Regions from separate parts of the Mus musculus genome. Here region 1 is linked to region 2. The links are chromatin contacts, called in public HiChIP or PLAC-seq maps. All regions are on one chromosome and are shown on one strand. The core of a region is the stretch at or near the end of the contact, and the rest is flanking DNA. Distances in the headings are between cores, read along the strand shown.

Region 1 (5,652 bases), core at 2,126-4,625, 1.7 Mb after region 2:
GCCTCACAGTGTGCTAGGAGTGCGCACTGCAGTGTAAGGGATGGCCGTCTTCCTCAGTCAGCCTTCCCTGGTAACTCCCTTCCAGCTTCCTCTCATCCATCCCTTGTCATCCAAGTATGACACACCAGGTGCCCTTTGTATTTGTGTGCAAACTACACTGTTCACCAGGGATAGCAAGGGTAAAAGGACACTGGGTGACAGGTGTACAGTGCACACACATACACACACACACACACACACACACACATACACACACCCATACCTGGTGTCTGGCACTCATGGGTTTTCCTGAACGGATGGATTATAGCACCCTCTGCCATAATCAAAAGGGGTAACTGTGTTGTGCAGGATTTTTAATGATTGTTTAAAGATGAACCTAAAAAAGGGATCTTGGGTTGCTAGGGAGACTGATTCAGTCTTTAAGTACATTTAATCCTCTACCACAAGATCTGAGGTCAGTGCCCAGCACCCACATGATGACTCACAGTTGCCCATAACTCCAGCGCCCTCTTCTGGCCTCTATGGGCACTGTACTCACGTGCACACATCCACACACAGACACACCCATAAATCTTATGGGGGAGGGAGGGCTGGAAAGGGCCAGGATGGTGAAAGGGATCCACAGATCTCCATGTGCCCTGGGATAGAGAGACATGCACAGTCCAGCGTTCCCAGTCCACCACCCGGCACTGCCTGTCAGAGAACTGGCTGGAGCTGCTTATGTGTGAGGGCCTTGGCCATGGTGGGTGTGCTGTCTCTGCTCACTAAGGTCACTGAGCTCTGTTTCCCCAGAGGAACAAGGCCTGCAGCCAAAGGCAGCTGTGCAGAAGGAGCTGTCAGACATGGACTACTTGAAATCCAAGATGGTGCGGGCTGAGGTGTCCTCTGAGGATGAGGACGAAGAGGACAGTGAAGACGAGGCGGTGAACTGTGAAGAAGGGAGTGAGGAAGAGGAAGAGGAGGGCTCCCCTGCCTCCCCAGCCAAGCAAGGAGGTGTGAGCCGGGGAGCCGTGCCTGGGGTCCTGAGGCCCCAGGAAGCTGCTGGCAAGGTCTGTCTGTCTGCCTGTCTATCTATCTGTGTCTGTACCTCTGTGTGACTGTGTCTGTGAGGGCTGAGGATACACTGGGCTTGGGTTACATAGTGTCCCTGTAGCCCCTTGCCTAGAGGATTGCCTGGAAGGGAAGGCCACTTACTTGCCCATAGGTGTCCTCACACCATAGGTCCCTGTGGGCCCCGGGAAGCCGTCTGCTGCTGGAGTCGTGGGTTATCAATGAACTGGGCGGGTCCTGCCTTATACTTAGCAGCAAGATAGATATATAGATAGATGGATAGATGGATGGATGGATGGATGGATGGATGGATGGACGAGCTGCATGCTGGGTAATATCCCTCACAAGTCAATGATTGACGTTACAGTCCTCTGCACAGGTGAGGAAGCAGGTGAGGCAGCTTCACCCACGGTGACGGCTGGGAAGTGGTGGGGCCAAGGCTCGGAGCCTGAAGCTCAGATTGCACAGATAGCTGAGACCTTGATGGTCCCTCTCTCCCACCAGGAGGTCCTCTCTGCTGCAGAGACAAGACACTTAGAGACTCGGGTGGGACCACAGCCCTTGGGGTTCCTGTGCTGAACGAAGCTGGGGTACACAGCAGTCCAGAACAGACTTTGCCAGGGAAAGAATTCTAGTCAGGACAGGTTTGGGCTTCAAAGGAGAAATCAAGGGCAGAGGCCCTTGGAAGTTGTTGGTACTCCAGAATAGCAGATCCTGATCCCAGCATCTTTGTGGAATTGTACTCTCAGCTGGACACTGGACAAGGCCTGCCTCAGTGGTACCTCTAGGTTCCTTCCTGGGGCCAGGGCTGGTGTCTCACCAGGTTTCGCATGCAGCTGCCTCCTCCAGCTCTGTCCAGGCTCAGCTCACAGCAGACAGGGATTCTCCTGGCATTCTCCAGCTCCCCCGGCAGCTGGTGCCCCTTCCAGCTCCAGGGTGTCCCAGCCACCACCACCTGCCACGTGAGCGTCAGGTACTCACCATCTTTGTGATTCCTCAGGTAGAGAAGCCAGTCAGCCAGAAGGAACCCACTACCCCCTACACCGTGAAGCTCCGGGGAGCCCCGTTCAATGTCACTGAGGTATGAATCCGGAAAGGGAGGGTGGGCAGGCCAGGATCAGATGAAGTCAGGAGCTGGAAGGAGCTGGGCTCGGGGCTGCAGACACGGGAAGGAGACCAGTGGCAGTGTGAGGAGTGCTTCCGTTGCCTCCCATGGGTGCCAGGCTGGAGGCTCGCTGTTAAAAAGGGAGGGGGCATGGGACTGGATAGCTCTGTGGGCAGAGTGCTTGCTGTGCAAGACTGGGGACCTGAGTTCAAGCCCCAGGTATGTGCTGTATTGCTGACTTAACAGGTAGCGCGAGACCAGTCGGCAGGCACTTACTTCGGCAAGCGCTCTGCTGCTGAGCTGCATCCCTGGCGTCGCTGTCCAGTGCTTTACGTTCTAAGAGAAAATGCTGAGGGAATTTTCACAGGTCTAACGAAATATTAAACTCGTTTTTAAAAAAGAAAAAGATAGAAGGGAAGACATTTTTTTTCATTCCAGAAAAACGTCATTGAATTCCTAGCTCCTCTGAAGCCAGTGGCCATCCGAATAGTGAGAAATGCTCACGGGAACAAGACAGGTGAGACAGAAAGACTACCCTGGCGGTGCTGGGGCTGCCGACCATGGGCCTCCTGGTCAGCCAGGGCCTCCTGGTCAACAAGGGTCTCCCGGCCACAGAGCACTTGATTTGGCTGTCATAAGGCAGAGAGTCTGGTGATGAGCCAGCGTTGGAGCTGGGGGAGGCCAGAAGACTGTCAGAGATGCAGCAGGAGCGTAGCTGCGTTTTACAGAGCCACACCAAGGCACTGTGGCTGCAGGGGACCCGCAGCCTACAGGCTGTGAGGGCTCCTTGGCAGGAAGAGGCTGCCTGGGTAAAGCATCTGGGGGAAGAGAGCGCCTGTGCATCAAGAGCAGCCCAGTCTCCATCCTGGGGCTTGTTTCCCCCTAGCACCCCTCTTGACTTTACCACATCCTGTACCAAGCCGGCTCTCCTCACCTTGAATCTTGAAGAGGGCAGTGTGGAGTAGTGGGGCTTCATCCCAGCTTAGCTGCTTAGGGGCTTTGTCACCTCAGACACGTGTGGACAGGATCAGCCTCGGTACCTGCACACTCTGGGGTGGGCCTGTCCCCTAGCAGTGAGGAGCCGAGGAGCTGACCCTCAGAGCTGCCTTGCCCACTCTGTGGGAACTGTGGCGGCATTCATCTGCTGCTAAGGGTGGTGCCCTGGTTACGACATGTTAGAGACTGGGCAGGAAGAGAGCCAGCTGGGCCTGCAGCTGGAAAACACATGGCGCTGGCTCCAAAGGGCACAAGCAGGGCTTTGAACAAGCTGGAGAAGTGGGCTCAGCCATGCGGGACTTCAGCCAGTGTACTTCCAGCCTAGAGCAGATCCATGGGGGAGGGTGGCTGGGGAGGCCAGATCCGATCAAGAGCGGTCCCTCAGCTGGCCTGCCCCTGGGAGGCTCCTGGCGCATGGAGCAGGTGAAGTACTTTATGTGTAGGTGGTGTCCCTGCAGAGGAGAGAAGAGCGGGCTGGACAGAAAGAACAGCCTCATCTTGCTTGTGAAAAACCCTTGGGCTTTGGGACACATTGTGGCATTGCCATCAGACAGCCTTGTGACCTGGGACATGTGACTTTAAGTATCCTAGGGAAGGGACAGCCCTGCTCTGCTGTCTCATAGGGTCAGGCTCCCTCTCAGGAAGGATTCCAGGCCTGGATCCGAGCTTCAGGGACAGAGGTCCTGACGATGGCCCTGACTATCCTGAACTGAGTCACAATGTAGCCTGCACCCCTTCTCTAGAGAGTGTTCAGGAACAGGGTGGGGTTGGGACAGGCAGGAAGGCCTGCTGCTTGCTCCTGGGGTCCACATCTGCACCCACATGGCCCGCTGGTCTGAAGCTGTTGGGGTGTAGGGTGTGTGTGTGTGAGTGTCCTGGAGGTTGACAGCCTATGATCCTTCTTATCCCTGTCGTCACTCAGGGTATGTCTTCGTGGACCTCAGCAGTGAAGAAGAAGTAAAGAAGGCTCTGAAGTGCAACCGTGACTACATGGGTAAGGGAGTATCAGCCGTCAGTGACTACCATCCCTATGCTGACACATGTCGGTGCTGAGATAGTTTAGGGCCCTGGGGATCCAGCAGGGAGTCCACAGTCCCTCCCCCTGGAGCAGCCACAGAGCGAACACAGACAGTCATGGGCAGTGTAGGCAGATGATGCCAATGATCTGAGTGATGGGTAGAGCAGGAGACGCTGTGTTGCCCTGTGCTCTGCCCTCCTGGAGCAGCCCATGACACTGGCCGACTTGACTCAGAGGTGGGTGTGGGCCACTGACTGAGAAAAGTAGTACTGAGGAAGGAGGGGAGTTCTGTCAGTGGTCAGGTGGTGGGTACCAGTGGAGCACTGATGAGGGGAGCGAGTGCTGGCTGAAGTGGGGTGGGGCACCGAGGAAGAGCGGGGCATGCAACGGTTCACTCTATCAATGCCCCAAGGTGGGTTGTCATGTGCCACCGTTCCAGATCGGCCACAGGGATTGTGGGGAGACTGCAGAACCCAGGTGCCGACTACTATGGTCTGGGATGTCTCTCAAGCTCCTCAGGGCCTTGGCTGCACTGCCAAGGCGAGTGAAGTCCCAGTGGGTCCAGCTGTAGCCTGGGACACTGTGCGCCGCAGACATGATCACACATAGGGGCAGCAGGCTCTGAGCAGCAGCAGAGCAGAGGCTGAGGGGACCTCGGGAGGCACACAGCAGCCCTGACCCCTGTCTTCATGCAGGTGGACGCTATATCGAGGTGTTCAGGGAAAAGCAGGCTCCCACCGCCCGTGGTCCCCCAAAGAGCACCACGCCCTGGCAAGGCCGAACGCTCGGGGAGAATGAGGAGGAGGAAGACCTGGCCGACTCTGGGAGGCTCTTCGTACGGAACCTGTCCTACACCAGCTCTGAGGAGGACCTGGAGAAGCTTTTCTCGGCCTACGGTGGGTGCAACCTCCTCCTGGTGCTGGGTGACAGCTGTGTCCCTCGTCTAGTGGCTCCGCTGGAGAAACAGGACAAAGCGCTCTACTGCTGAGGGGCTCACAGCACCCCCTTAGAATATAAAGCAGAGGAGAGAGTGGTGTCTCCCTCGGGTTGTCCACACTGCTGTCCCATCCTTCCTAGACACTGTGTGGAGGCACAGAGGCAGGTCAGGGAAGGAGGCTCCAGGGGCCCGTCCTGTCCCTAAGCCTCCACACCCAGGTTGTCCTTAGAAGAGGCACAGTAGTTACTGCAGGCATGCGGCAAGTGCCTGGACCCCAGCCCTATGTAGAGCCTTGCTGCCTTTTGTGTGATAATCCTGACCCCACAGGTAAAAACGCAGCCTTGTGACCTACAGGCCAGTGAGTTTTCAGCCTCAGAAACTACAACAGCAGCAACAGTGAGAATAGTTCCCCTGGGCCGAAACCACCCAGTATGCCCACCACTGTTGTGCCAGGCAGACCCTCCTGCCTCCTGGCTAACGAGGCCAGAGCAGACAGGAGAGGGTTTGCCTAGACTGTGAGTGTCCATTTGGGAGGAACACGATCCT
Region 2 (5,584 bases), core at 765-3,264:
CCAGAAAAAACAGCTCCCCGTTTTCAGACTTATCCTAGAGAGTTCTCTGCTTCTGTCTAAGTGTCTGCACAGACAAAAGAAATTCTGAACGTCCCCAAATAACCTGGGGGTCACTGGCCTCCTCCTCCCTGGCCTACCAGCTACAGATCTTCTTGTCTCCCCGTACTTTAGTATTTGTTCCCTCCCCTTCTGGGGGAACACACCAATCTTTGGGAGGGAGGGGGAGTCTCACCCTGTCTGTGTGGTTTGTCTAGACTTTGGCTGCAGCTAAAGGCCCAGGACCTCGTTCATTCCCCCCACCCCGGTCAGAGCCTATCAGAGCCCTCTGGCCCCAGCCCCTGGACTTTTGCAGTGAGCACCAGGAGAAAGAGAGATGTGCCCCGTGAGGCAATGTGTTCAACAGGTAGAGTTTCTATCTAAACAGGAAACCAGAACAAAGCAAATCCAAACCAAACAGATGCAGAGGGGATGTGTTCTAGACTTTTTCACTGAGGACCTGGATCCAGCCATGACGGAAGCTCTTCCGACCCTCCCTTCTGATGGAGACAGTCCCAACCATTTTGTATCTGGTGGGGGCTGGGAGGTGGGGGCGGTGCTTTTATGCCAGGATTGGGTCCTTTTGCAACTGAAACCTCGTGACTAATACACAGGTCCCTTAACCTTTGTAACTTCCTGTTTCCCCATCCACCAGGTTTCTCTGAAAATCTGTACATCATCCCTTTAACAAATCTAAAAAGCGGAGCCCTGAGGGGGTGTTGGTTATGAGAGCTTCTAGGCATTTTCTCAGTTGGGGTGTGTCTGTGTATGTGCACATGTGTGTATGGGTATGTGTGCACATGTGTGTATGTGCGCGTCTATACACATACGCTGGGGGTGGGTCAGAGATTGATGTTGGGGTATCGTTGTCTATCACATTTTACCTTGTGTTTAGAAACTCAGTCTCTCATTGAATCTGAGTTTGAGGTTTCATTGAGGCTGGCCGGCCAGCCACCTCCAGGGGTCAGCTCGTCTCTGTTCCTCTCCGCTGGGCCACTTGCTAGTTTTAAGGTAAACAAAACAAGGAGTGGTTAGTGTCAGTCTCACTTTATTGTACAAAAGAGGAAGAGTGTGACAGACAAATGTCTGTTACAAACAGGAATGGAGAAAGTGGAAGGAAGCCACATGCTAACCAGAAATACCAGGGGCATTGCAAGCAGTGACACCATGTTGGAGTTTACCGTTAGATTCAAGGGAGATGGCAAAACTCCTACTATGAACACTGGGTCAGAGCCAAGGTCATATATGTCACCAGCTTGGCAAGGCCATAGAAAACCTGTACAAGTGTGTGTGTGTGTGTGTTTGAGTGTGTGTATGTGACTACGTGTGATTGTATATAAGTGTGTGTATGTGACTACGTGTGATTGTGTATAAGTGAATGTATGTGTGTGTGTGAGACTGTGTGTAAGTGTGGTGAGTGTGTATGTTTGTGAATGTGTGTATGTGACTATGTGTAAGTGTGTGTGTTAAATATGTGGGGTAACTATATGTGTGTGAGTATATGTGACTGTGTGTAAGTGTTTGAGGTAAGTGTGAGTATATATGACTGTGTGCAAACACTTACACACAGTGTAAGTTAAGTGTGTGGGGTGACTGAATAAGTGTGTAGGATAGGGAGGGTGAATGTGTGTGACTGTAAGTGTGTGTGGTGAGTGTGTATGTTTGTGAGTGTGTGTATGAGACTGTATGAATGTGTGTCTAAGTGTGTGGGATAAGTATATGTGTATGTGACTGTGTGTAAGTGTGTAAATGTGTGGGGTGACTATATAAGTGTGTAGGGAAAGTGTATGTGTGTGTCTGTGTGTGTGTGTGTGTGTGTGTGTGTGTGTGTGGATGGATGAGTGTGTGTGTGCATATGACAGAAGGATTGGGGGAATGGTGGTTCAGAACTCTTAAGCAATCATTTGGGTTCCCAGCCAGCTTCGTGTGTGAGGCCATGTCTTCCCGGAAAGAACATTCTAGCAGCCATTGGTCTGCTCAGGAACACTGAAACCCGAAAGCCCCCTCCTTCCCTGTCACAGCTGCTGCACAGAATACCCGGGGGAGGGGGTTTTCTTACCTAATATTTCCCAAACCACTCAAATGTTTCATTTCCCATTGTCTGGCAGCCCCTCTCAGAGCTCAACGGTTGATGTGCAGCAGCAGACGTAGGCTGTTCCCCCAGGGTCCCAAAGTGCTGTCTCTTGCTTCTCTTTCATGTGGGGAAGCTGGTACTGGCAGGATGCAGACTTGGCCAAGGAGTAAGGTTTATTAGTCAGTTAGTGATGCGTGACAGTGGAGGCTTAGACCGGGTTGGGGATGAGGCTCTATGCTTCCACCGTAGCTGCCGATGTAACTACTGTGATAGAGAGGAATTCCTCCTACGAGGCTTAAATACTTAGATACGCTCTGCAGCCTCGCTGTCTCGTCCCAACCCACCCTGGTCTCGAACTTGCAGTGTAGCTGCAGGTGATAAGAGGCGATCCTTGCTTCGGCTCTGAGATTACAGGCTCTCACTACCACACGTGGTTTATATGTACTGGGGATTGAATCCATGGCTTTGCATGTGGGAGACCAATACTCTACCAACCGAGTTACACCCCAAGTTAATCAATGTTCCACTTTTGTCTTAAAGATTTGCTTATTTGTCTGTCATTGGTTTGGAAGTGTGCCAGCCTGCAGGTTGTGGAGGTCAGGGGACACAGCACAGGAGTTAGTTCTCATCTTCTAATATGTGGGCCCATGGAGGAACTCATCTCATCAACATTGTCGGCAAGGACCTGCTGAGACATCTTCCCCATCCCGGTTCACTTTTAAAAAACAAACATCTAAACTTAAGGGGCTGGAGAGATGGCTCGCAGCTAAGAGCACTTGCTGCTTGCTCTTCCCGAGGACCACATTTTGATTCCCAGCCTCTACATGGTGGCTTACAACTCTTTGTAACTCCACTTCCGGGGGATATGACACCCCTCTTCTGGCCTTCTTGGGCACCAGGCACACATAAGGTGCACAAACATACATGCGGGCAAGACACCCACACACATAAAAGAAAACTAAGATTTTAAAATCTGAAGTTAGAACGTTTCCCCCTGACCTAGGTGCTTTGATGGAATTCCATGTTGTATTCCCATACATAGTGTTCATAAAATATAATTGGCATTGGTGGTGTCTGAATGGATGGGTAGACAAAAAACAAAACAAAACAAGAACCTGTTTTAAGGAAATCTGTGCTTTGGGGCATTTTGGAGATCCAGGTATAAGGATCTTGATAGGCCAGGCCTGTCTCAAATAAGATGTAAAAAGAGGGCTGGTATATGACTTGGGTAAGGTATTTATTTGCTCAGTATATGTAAGGTCCTGAGTTCAAATCCAGTATTGAGAAGAAGGCAAGACGAGGGAGGTGGTTACTACAGCTGGGCATACTGGGACAACTTGGCCCCATGATGGGACTTGGCTTGGCTCTGTGTCACATACTTACAACACAGGTGGAAGTTGTGGCAGGCAGGAGCTTGGGGTTATCCTGGGCTACCAACAAACATGAGATTCCAATAAGACACAGCTACCTGTGCACAGGAAGGTGCCCACGGCCTAGGTGGGGTAGGGATTATGAGCAAGAGGCATTGACAGAGACTGGGATTTATGCCCAGGGTGCTGATTGGAAGCTAAGCAGGAATTACCAGACAGACGTATACGTTCAGCCCGTTACCGGTTTTTATGCCCTGAGCACACAGAACATTTGTAGCACCGGGCAAGGGCGGGTGGGGGGAGCAGGAGCTATTTCTGTGAGGATGCCGTGGGGTGAAATGCCTGTAAACATCCCCTCTCCAGGGCTGCGCTCTGCTCGGCAGAGGTTGCCCCGGTAATGAGTTTAACTCTTATGCTATTCATTCAGCCATCCGTGAAAGCCACAAATATTTACCGAGCACTTAGGATATGCCAAGTGGAGGCTGGGGACGCTGGGGACACAGAAGTGCCTGCCATCAAACGTGTGCCTCCCTTTTTGGAGTTCTCATACCAGCGGAGTCAGTAAGCTAACACAATACAAGGTGTGGTGAAGACCAGTGGACCACATGCTCGAGGATTGGCCGGCCTCCTCCAATGCCCGTCGTCCACCTGATCCAGGTGCGCTACGGGAATAAATTAGAGTCAGAGCCGGTCTGGCGAGACCTCGAGACCTTGGAGAATGACCAGAACTGACAGCTTCACTTCCCAGTTTACACAACACATTTTTAGATCAGGGAGATCCCGGACTGTGCCAGCCAGACCAAGATGGCCCAGCCAGTTTAGCAGTTATTTCCTGCCTTTCTCTGAGTGGTGGTGGAGGGGTAGGGGATGGGGATGAGGTAGAAATCCCACGTCACAAGAAAGAGTTGCCCTCACCTGCTTATAGGGCACACTCCAAGATGGGAAAGTGGGCCCAGTGAGAAGTCTCAGCCGGTTAAAGGGGCTTGCTGCCAATCTGACAACCTGAATTCGAGAGAACCACACAGAGTTCTGTAATCTCCATATACATGCTGTGCCCCCCCCCCCACACACACACACATACACATGCACACTAAAAGGAAAAAAAAATCTTGGGCGGGGGAGGAGCCTGAAAAGAGATAGAAACATAAGGAAAGCAAAGGGTTGTCTTATCTTTTCAGTGTGTAAGAGGGCAAAATGTCACCAGGAAGAGAAACAGTCTCCATGCTACAGCGTCTCAGAAATCAGAGGCTGGGGACTTCTGATAAGGGCCATGGATCCCAGTCTGCACCACTGATGGCCCCTCACAGCTCCTCACGTTGTCCATGACATCAGTTTTGTCCCTGACATCAGTATTGCCCACGGCATAGAACTCCCAGGGTAGGAAAGGACTCAACAGCAGACAGAACTGGAAACCCCAGTCTGGCCTGATTCTTAGACCCGTAGAGCTTCTACTGGGCAGAGGTTTGTCCTCAGGGTGGCACCAGGGTGACTCCAGCAGTCGAGTGCTGGAGAAGGTGGCCTGAGAAGCTGAGCTTGCAGAAGTGGCTGGAAGAGGAACCGTGGCCCCGCCCACCCACTTAAAACAAGAACAAAAACAAAAACCAACCAACAAGGTGACATCCAGGACAGAAACCCCTTGTCCTCTACCTGCGTTAGCCTCTGTCACGCAATAAATAACACCTTCGAGGAGGGTGGCCCGAGCCAGGCAGTAAGTGATACCGCCGTCAGTCCAACCGTCCTGTTGGAAGAAACACACTGTAATCATGCCTGAGAAAGACATTTGGCAAATGAGTTCCCATTTTCACATTGGATTGTGCTGAGCGTATCAATTTCCCGCGGGCCGGCCAGCGTTGGGGATGTGTAATTGATTGCCCGCGTTATAATAAACAAGCCGTGACAGGCGATCATTCATCACGGGCCGCTGAACGTTCCAGCGACGCCGGGAGAGAGGGGGCGCGGGAGCCGAGGGAAAGGAGGGGAAAGCAGCGCCCCGGAGGGCGGGGAGAGGGAACGCCAGGGCCGTAATTCTTTTCATTATCTAATTTGTTCTTACTGGCCTGGGTCCTCCCCCATCCCATCCCCAAGGAGGCCTAGGGGTTGGGGG

What was found. HiChIP or PLAC-seq counts read pairs in DNA pulled down with a chosen protein or histone mark.
Region 1: an H3K27ac HiChIP or PLAC-seq map of T-cell acute lymphoblastic leukemia shows a contact between it and region 2, with 4 times the contacts expected there. The contact joins two enhancer-like sites. A contact is called at or near these places in 1 of 484 Hi-C or Micro-C datasets (B cells) and 2 of 115 datasets of contacts at active chromatin or transcription factors (T-cell acute lymphoblastic leukemia and double positive thymocytes).

Annotation. Positions count from the first base shown.
Region 1 is chr5:120,122,101-120,127,752 of GRCm38.p6, forward strand. It overlaps Rbm19 (RNA binding motif protein 19), which reads left to right. Exons shown (of 24, transcript NM_028762.1): 6 at 793-1,049; 7 at 2,051-2,131; 8 at 2,594-2,672; 9 at 4,074-4,145; 10 at 4,865-5,065. It overlaps Gm10390 (predicted gene 10390), which reads right to left. Exons shown (of 3, transcript NR_045793.1): 2 at 3,090-3,603; 3 at 1-2,285. Among named protein-coding and RNA genes, the nearest start is that of Rbm19, 8.4 kb to the left of the region's middle. Within about 2 kb of position 3,376, at least 34 of the 459 cell types and tissues checked have an H3K27ac peak or open chromatin away from gene starts, as enhancers often do. A contact at or near this core is called in T-cell acute lymphoblastic leukemia, where this site is marked.
Region 2 is chr5:118,375,502-118,381,085 of GRCm38.p6, forward strand. Gm30604 (a long non-coding RNA gene) reads right to left here and starts at 5,417. Exons shown (of 6, transcript XR_878721.1): 1 at 5,128-5,417; 2 at 4,396-4,482; 3 at 2,096-2,264; 4 at 921-1,036. Within about 2 kb of position 2,015, at least 74 of the 459 cell types and tissues checked have an H3K27ac peak or open chromatin away from gene starts, as enhancers often do. A contact at or near this core is called in T-cell acute lymphoblastic leukemia, where this site is marked.